Linked DNA regions of Danio rerio: region 2 is linked to region 1. The links are chromatin contacts, called in public HiChIP or PLAC-seq maps. All regions are on one chromosome and are shown on one strand. The core of a region is the stretch at or near the end of the contact, and the rest is flanking DNA. Distances in the headings are between cores, read along the strand shown. Region 1 holds the start of LOC100334269 (receptor-type tyrosine-protein phosphatase mu). Region 2 holds the start of stk11 (serine/threonine kinase 11).

Region 1 (4,272 bases), core at 264-2,763:
CACACACACACACAAACACACACTTTCACACACTGTATAAAAACAGCATACGGAAACTTGAAAAATGTTTTGCACAAATGCAATGACTAACTGTAATGTTGTATAACCGAACTGCAATGTCCAAACACAGCACACTCATGAGCAATGGACATGTGATTAAATGCACATCATCCTCTAGAAGTAATGCAACTGAACTAATAATTCCACATATAAAGCAATGCTAAAAACTCCCAGTGACACCGCAGCCTGTACATTATGCATCCGCGTATCGATTGAAACGTCACTAATGTCCCCTATTAGAGCGCACAGAGGAAAATCTATCCCTCACACAGCTAAAACAACCCTTTTAAAGTGCGTTTCGCGTCCCTTTGGGCTACAAAACAATCACTGACTGCGAATCTGAGTTGCATTTCAACTGATGAGTTGCATCCAAATTGCGTGCACTGAATCTCTACATCACAAGCAGACCCGAACACAACTATAAAGCGCTTTGAGTGGAACGCAATGCAAATATTACATTCTCAAATAAACTGGACAAACTCGACCATTGAGTTAATTGTTTAATTAAAATCCATCTGCATTTTTTAGCACAACTGCAGGGTTTGTCCATATTTGAGCCAACGCAGGGTTCATGAACACCCCAGCGGTTTTTATTTGTGCATATGCATGTACTTACTCAAGTGTGATGGAGAGATCATCCATCCTAAGAAAGCAAAATAAACAATGCACAACAATCTTCTGAATCTCCAGAAAGAGAAAAGTTTAAATAAAGAAAATAATGCCTTCGGTCAGTTGGAGAGAGCCGCATTACCTCCATTAATAAATCAATCCAGCGTGTTTCATTAGACAAATCCATAAAGAGTGAAGCAAATCATTATCACACACACACACACGGCCACATTCCCAGACTCACACACACTCTCAACACTGGTTAAAGTTCTCTTTTAAAGCAAGCATTGCGCTCTTAAAATGCTGGGCTTTCGTAAAGTTACCCCAACGCTGGCTCAACCACAAACAGACCAAACCAAAGTGCAATTTAAATTGAAAATAAAACACTCCAGCGCTGGGTCTGTCCATATTTGACCCAACGCTGGGTTCGTATCCGACCCAAACAACCCATCATTGTTTAGCACAGAGCTGTTCAGTTCACAAACAGGTGCTTTCGCTATGTCCGCTCCGGTGTTTCCAGCATCGGGTTCGCGGTGATGTTTCTAAACCCGCGCGCGTGCCCGGAGCCCGTGATTACCGTGATTCCATCAAACTTTACCAGACTCCAAACAATCACGCGATCCGGTGCAACTCCGGTTAATCCGCTTGATCTTACCTTTGAACACCTGCGCGCTGGCGGACAGCAGCAGGACGGCCAAGGCGGCGGAGATGCGCGGTAAAAGTTTGTCCATGCTGGCGGTGTCGGTGCGGGAGCCGGTGTGGGTCTGTGCCCGCCGGCCGAACTCTGAGCAGCGGCGGCTTCTGGAGCAGCTCTGCTCGGGCTCCTGTGGAAGTGTTGCTCCGCGCTCCCGGAGACGCGCGCGTGTGACTGTGTGTGTGCGTGCGTGCGCGCGCGCCTGTGTGTGTGTGTGGCGGGCGTCAGAGTGAGTTGTGGATTACCGGGCGGATCTGCTCTCCGGTAGAGGGTGTGCGGGAGCTTTGACTGTTTCACTGTGTCGCGCTGAGAGAACTGTCTGTCTGTCTGTCCGTCCGTCTGTCTGTCTGTCTGTCTGTCTGTCTGTCTGTCTGTCTGTCTGTCTGTCTGAGAAATGCTGGTTTCTATTGACCCAATTTTAGTAAAAATATGAAGAGAAAAGCATTGGGTTATTTTCTTTCTATTTAATTTAAATGACACGTTTAAACCCAATGGCTTTAGAGTGTGGAACAAGCAAGAATATTCTATGTATTTTTTTAAATCAGTCAATCAATCAATAAATCAACCCAAATTTGGGTCAGTATAAACGTTTTTCATGAATCTTTCAAACTAAATTTTAGCCAAATTTGCAACGATCAGTCAAATATGGATCAAATGGGTCTTGTCCATTCAATTAATTTCATTTTCTTGTTCCTTTATTAATCCGGGGTCACCACAGCAGAATGAACCACCAACTTATCCAGCAAGTTTTTTTACGCAGTGTATGCCCTTCCAGCCGCAACCCATCTCTGGGAAACATCCACACACACACTCATACACTATGGACAATTTAGCCTACCCAATTCACCTGTACTGCATGTCTTTGGACTGTGGGGGAAACCGGAGCACCCGGAGGAAATCCACGCGAAGGCAGGGAGAACATGCAAACTCCACACAGAAACGCCAACTGAGCCGAGGTCGAACTTGTGACCCAGCAACCTTCTTGCTGTGAGGCGACAGCACTACCTACTGCGCCACTGCCTCGCCTCTTTTCCATTCAATTAAAGTTAATTTACACTTTGTAGTCCATATTTGACCCAACATTGGGTTAAAACAACCCAGCATTTTTTAGATCGTGGTTCAAAACAAGCCAGTATTTCTGATGTATTGCCTGTCCTTACCAATCAATCAATAAACACTCACTCGTCCATTTTCTTATGTGTTTTTGTTTTCAATTCAGCTTTAATTGTGTAGCGCTTTTACAATGTAGATTGTGTCAAAGCAGCTGAACACAGAAGAAAATTGTCCGTCTTGTCCGTCTGTCTGTCCAATTTACTTTGATCTTCTTAGTCCCTGTATTTATCAGGGATCGCCACAGTGGACTGAACTGCCAATTTTTTCAGCATATGTTTTACACAGCAGATGCCCTTCCAGCTGCAACCCAACACTGGGAAACACCCATACACTTTTGCATTCACACACACATACACTACGGCCAGTGTAGTTGATCAGTTCCCCTATAGCGCATGTGTTTGGACTGTGGGGGAAACCAGAGCACCCGGAGGAAACCCACGCCAACACGGGGAGAACATGCAAACTCCACACAGAAATACCAACTGACCCAGCCGAGACTATCTGTCTGTCTGTCTGTCTGTCTGTCTATCGGTCTATCTATTTGTCTGTATTTCGGTCCGTCTATCCATCCATCTCTCTGTCTATCCATCTATCCATATGTTAGTCTGTCAGTCTATCCATCTATTCGTCTATCAATCTATCAATTATCTATCTATCTATCTATCTATCTATCTATCTATCTATCTATCTATCTATCTATCTATCTATCTATCTATCTATCTGTCTGTCTGTCTGTCTGTCTGTCTGTCTGTCTGTCTGTCTGTCTGTCTGTCTGTCTGTCTGTCTGTCTGTCTGTCTGTCTGTCTTTAGTTGGTTTCACTGATGAATCTTCTTTCAGAAAGTCTCAGTCTGAGAGTGAGAGTGGTCTAGTAGAGAGCAGTGGCAGAATGCTCTGGCGTTCAGCAGCTCTTCATTCCTGCAATTCAATTAAAAGATAATCTGCTTTAATGTCGTTTGCTTTAATGTATTCTTCTCTGACTGCTGGACACGTCACATGACTCATTATTTGCTGGAAACATATGATCTTATGCCGTGTGTGCATACAGAGTTACAAACACACGCACACACACACAAACTACATTAGAGAACACATACATGAACATTAATGCGCGCGCACACACACAAATGCACATGCCTACACACACTGACACAAACATAAGCACACACAACATCACATGATCACAACCAAGTGTACACACACACAAATGCAATTATACGCACACACAAATGAACATGCATGTGTACACAAACACACACACATGTATATATATATATATATATATATATATATATATATATATATATATATATATATATATATATATATATATATATATATATGTGTGTGTGTGTACATATATATATATATATATATATATATATATATATATATATATATATATATATATATATATATATATATATATATATATATATGACCTCACACAAGTAAACACACAAACACACATGCAAGCATACACATACACAAACAAGCACAAACAAACACACGCACACGCATAAACAGAACACACAAGCGCAAATGAACAGACACACATTCATGCAAACAAATGCACACAAAAAACACTCATAAAGACACAATTGGGCATGACTATACACATGTACACATGCATAAACGCGCATACAGAAGTACACACACACACACACACACACACAAGCAAGTAAGCACACACACACACATGCCAGTGTAAACACAAAGGCAAAAACAAACATTCAAACACACACACACATACTTAAATGCACATGCCGATACACACACACACACACAAACACACACT
Region 2 (5,361 bases), core at 2,460-4,959, 340 kb before region 1:
AAAGAACTGAGCATTTCTGCCTTAATTTACCATATTGGTCAGAATGACTGCATGCATGTCTGATACTTTTCGCTATGACTTTAAATATGTGTGCATTTCCTTGCCTGGCAACTTCCTGCTAACATAAACAAAACTTTCTGATGGCAAAAACATCAATTTACTGCAGATATCTTTCAAAACAGCATATTCTGTGCTGTGAAATAGCTCCTGTTTGAAAGTGAAAATGAAAGCCAAGACCTTTAAGTGTTTTAGTATCTTAGCTACATATTTATAGGCTGTATTACCAAAACATATTATATTTTTAGGGTAATGGTGTCATTAAATATGATGGCAGACATTCAAAGCTTAATTTTAATATCTCAATAATAGCTCTGAATGTAAATATGTTGTGACAGTATGGCGTTTTATATGAGAACGGTCAGAATGAGCAGTATGGTAATTCTAATAGTTACAGAATTCTAGTTCCACTGTTAATATATCCTCCTCTCATGTCTGTGCTAACGCAGAATGAAGCGAGTGCACCGATGCCCATTCTGACCAATCACAGATGTTTCTGCTGAGCTCCTGAACACACAGGCATTCTGCTCATGCTGATCTGCTCTCTCATTGGCTGCAGCTCGTCACTACATCTAACCACACGTGGGGTTGAGTCGGCCGACTGCTCTGGAATATTCAGCATGCTGAATGTTGGATTTCCGTCTGCGAGGTGTCGGCGAGGTGTCGGCGACGCGTCAGCGAGCCTCGTTGATGCGTTGTTCAGTAGTTCACACATAAAGAGCGGCGAGCGCCGAGCACCCGCAGATTTCTTCCCGATCACAGCCCGATCTGTCGGCGAGCTCGTTAACTTCCAAATCGGGCTCAAATCAGGCTTAAAATCCTCTAGTGTGAACTAGGCTTAAGCCGCTGCACTGTTCAGCTCTTCAGCATGCTGGATGTTGGTTTAAAAGAGATTTGTGTTTTAGATGCTTACTGAATCATATACTGACCAGTAACTTGTGGTGTGGATGCTACTTTTCTACTGTTGCCCTAAAAAAACTCAATAAAAGTCATGAAAAACAAAACCTACAAATACCTTAGGACTGATATAACACAATGTTTTAGCGGCTTTATACCTTGAATTTTTAAAACCGCGGTAAACCTTAAAACCGGTTATTGTCCCATGCCTAGTCCCTAATTAATTAGGACTCGCCACAGCAGAATGAACCGCCAACTATTCCAGCACATGTTTTACACAGCAGATCCACGCCAACCTGGAGAGACCATGCAAACTCCACACAGAAACACCAACTGACCCAGCCGGGCTTGCTGTGTGGCCACAGTGCTAACCACTGAGCCACCGTGTCACCCATATATATATATATATATATATATATATATATATATATATATATATATATATATATATATATATATATATATATATATATATATATATATATATATATATATTTTTTTTTTTTTTTTTTTTTTCTTGCTTTGTAGTTGTTTTGCTTTCTTTAGAATAGGCAGCTTTAAAAGGAACAGCAAGCAAGACTGACCCCCACAGATACATTGACAGCCTTCATGAATGAAATGCACACTTTTCCACCATCTGGCAACCCGGAGTGCTGAAATATAACTTGTAAAACTGGCTGTGGGGCAGAGTTACAGAGAAAGCAAAGACAGATATTCTGACACTGAAAGCACATTCTCAAAGCAGAAGAACTGACTGCTGAATTATTTCTCTGAAAAACATGCTCATTTAGCATGTTTCTTAAATATCTGCAAACATACTATGGTATTTCTATGCTTTAGAAGAGTCAAACACATACAGTTGAATTCAGAATTATTCGCCCCCTTTTTATTTTTTACCTAATTTCTGTTTAACAGAGAGCAGATTTTTTTCAGCACATTTCTAATCATAATAGTGTTAATAACTCATCTCTAATAACTGATTTATTTTCTCTTTGTCATGATGACAGTAAATAATATTAGACTAGATATTCTTCAAGACACTTCTATACAGCTTAAAGTGACATGTAAAGGCTTCACTAGGGTAATTAGGGTAAAGTTAGGGTAATTAGGCAAGTCATTGTATAATGACGGTTTGTTCGAAACAAAATAAATAGCTTAAAGGGGCTAATAATATTGACCTTAAAATGTTTTTAAAAAAATTAAAAACTGCTTTTATTCTAGCCGAAATAAAACAAATCACACTTTCTCCAGAAGAACAAATATTATCAGACATACTGTGAACATTTCCTCAATCTGTTCAACATAATTTGTGAAATATTTCCATTTCCAAATCCAAGGTTGGCCGAATAATTCTAGCTTCAACTGTACAGCATTTTGAATATGTTTTTGGCTTGTCACAGTGTGGATTGCACTTTTATTTGTTGTATTTACTTATTTTGTTCTTGTGCAAACAAATTAAATTTAAATTACCAGTAAAAAACCCCAGTACTGGGAAACACCCAGACCCACTCATTCACACACACAAAAACTCATACACTACGGCCAATTTAGTTGATCAGTTCCCCTATAGCGCATGTGTTTGGACTGTGGGGGAAACCAGAGCAAACCCACTCCAACACATGGAGAACATGCAAACTCCACACAGAAACACCAACTGACCCAGCCGAGACTCCAGCAGTCACACATTGCTTGTATAACATATTTGCATAAGCTTTTCATTGAGATATAAAATTGTTGATTGAGATTGAAAATAATGATCAAAATTACATTTGTATTTTGCATGAGCTCTTCATAAGTTCCAGCATTTAAATATACTGGGGGAAAGTTAGTTTCACACTTCTGGACTTTCTCCTTAATAATATAATCTCAGAAAAGTTTTCTTTGCAAATCCTAAAAAAGGACAATCACATTTTCAGCTGATGAAAAACAAGATTGCTGACAGTCAGTTAAATAGTGCTAATGTTGATTTGAGGTCATAATTATGTCTGATTTCAGACCCAATATTCAAAGCATCATGGTAAACAATATAGGGAGCGTGTCACAACTAGTCACTGAACAAACGTGCTAATATTAAACAAACTTTAGTTCCATTTTAAATATTACAGCTCCTTTATTCTTTATTTTAGTTCTCTTCAATGTTTTAATACGATCTAGACTGAGATATAGAAGCGACACAGGAATGAAGATCAGTCTAATGAGTCTGGATATCAATAAAAGACTGCAAAAGAGGATTTTACAATCTCACACACACACACTAACACAAACTACACACAAGAAAATAGAACACACACTGAGAGAAAACACAACACAACGACACACACAGAATACACAAACACAGATCTCTATCAAACGGTCGAGAACTGAGGAGAACCGGAGATCAGATGAGCTGATTGATTAATTGATTGATTATTGATCTGATCACCTGACCATCAACTGCGGATCATCGATCAGCCGCGATGTGTGTGCGTATGTATACATGTAGATATGCGTGTGTGTTTGTGTGTATGAGTGTTTGTGTCGATGGAAGGAAAGTGTTTGTCGGCGGCGGTTAGCGGCGGCTAATGCACACATACACACACACACGGACACAGACAGAGACACGCGCACACACACTGACCTGACGCTGGCCTCCTCCGCTCGGCTCACTGACGGACACACAGTCGTTCTTCTCCTTCTTTTTCGCTCTTTATTCCTCTGTTTTCTCGCTTCTGTTCTTCACAGCTGCTGCTGCTTCAAGGCTGCCGCCATCTTGTTTACCTCCCTCCCCTCGCTGCAGTACGCATGCGCACATCCGTGAACGCGCTCGAGGCCTCCAGACGGAAACGCGCGCAGGAAAGTTCCAACTTGAAGATGATCATATCCATTCATTTATTTATTTTCTTTTCGGCTTAGTCCCTTTATAAGTCTGGCGTCGCCACTGTGGAATGAACCACCAACTCATCCAGAATATGTTTAACGTAGCGGATGCCCTTCCAGCTGCAACCCAGTACTGGGAATATGACCATAATCAAAAATATCCAAATATGTTTATCAAAGATTATTATTATGTGTGGTGTGCTGGAGCACATCAGAGGGGATTTACGGCGAATCTAAATGGCATTCTTATATAATTCTTGGTAATTTACACCTTTATTATGGATTTATTGTCTATTATCTGGTTATTGTCAGGCTAAATACTTGCATACGAGGAATAAATATTAAATATATTACATGTTATTATTATTATTATTATATTATTATTATATAAAAGTGGCAAATACAGTAAGAGTGAATTTTGTAATTCTTACACTTTTTAAATATTTTAATAAATAATCTGTATTTGTGCTGTATTAAATAATCTGTACAGGCTGTATAAATTGCAATATTCTTGTTAGCACACTAACGAGTATTTGTTAATGCAGTATTTTAAATGGCAAAATGAGTTGAGTTGATGTTTATTTATTGATTTATTTGTAGAAATGTTATAGTTTTAAATATATAGCTGAAAGCAGAAGTTTACATACACTGTATAAAAGGGCAAATGACCATTTAAAAAAAGTCAGATGTTAATGTGACTAAACTTTTTCTCTTTTAGGTAAGTGAGGATGATCACATGTGTTTCTGTTCTGCTTGATAGCAGAATAATTAGAGATATATGTTGAGGAATTGTTCTAACTCTTGTTGAAAGTCAAGTTTACACACAATCAGATTATTCTGCCTCTGGAAAAGCTCAGATGATGATGTCAGGGTTTTGGAAGTTTCTGATTGGCTAATTGACAACATTTGAGTTAATGTGAGGCACAACTGTAGAATAGTGTTGAAGGAAAAGCTCAAACACACTGCTTCCTTCTGTGACAACATGAGAAAATCAACAAGCCACAATCAACAACAAAGCCAGATTTCCATTAGCTGAATGACACTGGGAACAGACTAATGTGTGGAGACATGTCCTGTGCTCTGATGGAGCTAAGATTGAACTGTTTGGCCATAATGAGCAGTGTTACATCTGGAGGACAAAGGGGAAACACACAAGCCTAGAACACCATCCCAACTGTGCAGTATGGGGGCGGCAGCATCATGTTGTGGGGCTGTTCTGCTGCAGGAGGGACTGGTCCACTTCACAGCATAGATGGCATCATGAAGACAGAACATCATGGAGAAATACTGAAGCAACATCTCAACACATCAGCCAGGACATTACAACTCAGCCACAAATGGCTCTTCCAGACAGACCATGACCCTAAGCACACTGCCAAATGAGTTAACATGTGCTTTAAGGACAACAGAGTGAATGTTTTGCAGTGGCCATCACAAAGCCCTGATCTCAATCCTATAGAGAATGTGTGGGCGGAGCTGAAAAAGCTTGTGCGAGCAAGACAGCCTACAAATCTGACTCAGTTACAGCAATTCTGCAGGAGGAATGGGCCA

Evidence for each region. HiChIP or PLAC-seq counts read pairs in DNA pulled down with a chosen protein or histone mark.
Region 2: an H3K4me3 HiChIP or PLAC-seq map of embryo shows a contact between it and region 1, with 7 times the contacts expected there. The contact joins the promoter of stk11 here to the promoter of LOC100334269 in region 1. A contact is called at or near these places in 1 of 18 Hi-C or Micro-C datasets (embryo) and 1 of 4 datasets of contacts at active chromatin or transcription factors (embryo).

The regions. Positions count from the first base shown.
Region 1 is chr2:62,722,759-62,727,030 of GRCz12tu, reverse strand. LOC100334269 (receptor-type tyrosine-protein phosphatase mu) reads right to left here and starts at 1,513. Exons shown (of 32, transcript XM_073932254.1): 1 at 1,325-1,513. The coding sequence starts at 1,400.
Region 2 is chr2:63,068,218-63,073,578 of GRCz12tu, reverse strand. stk11 (serine/threonine kinase 11) reads right to left here and starts at 3,709. Exons shown (of 11, transcript NM_001017839.1): 1 at 3,572-3,709.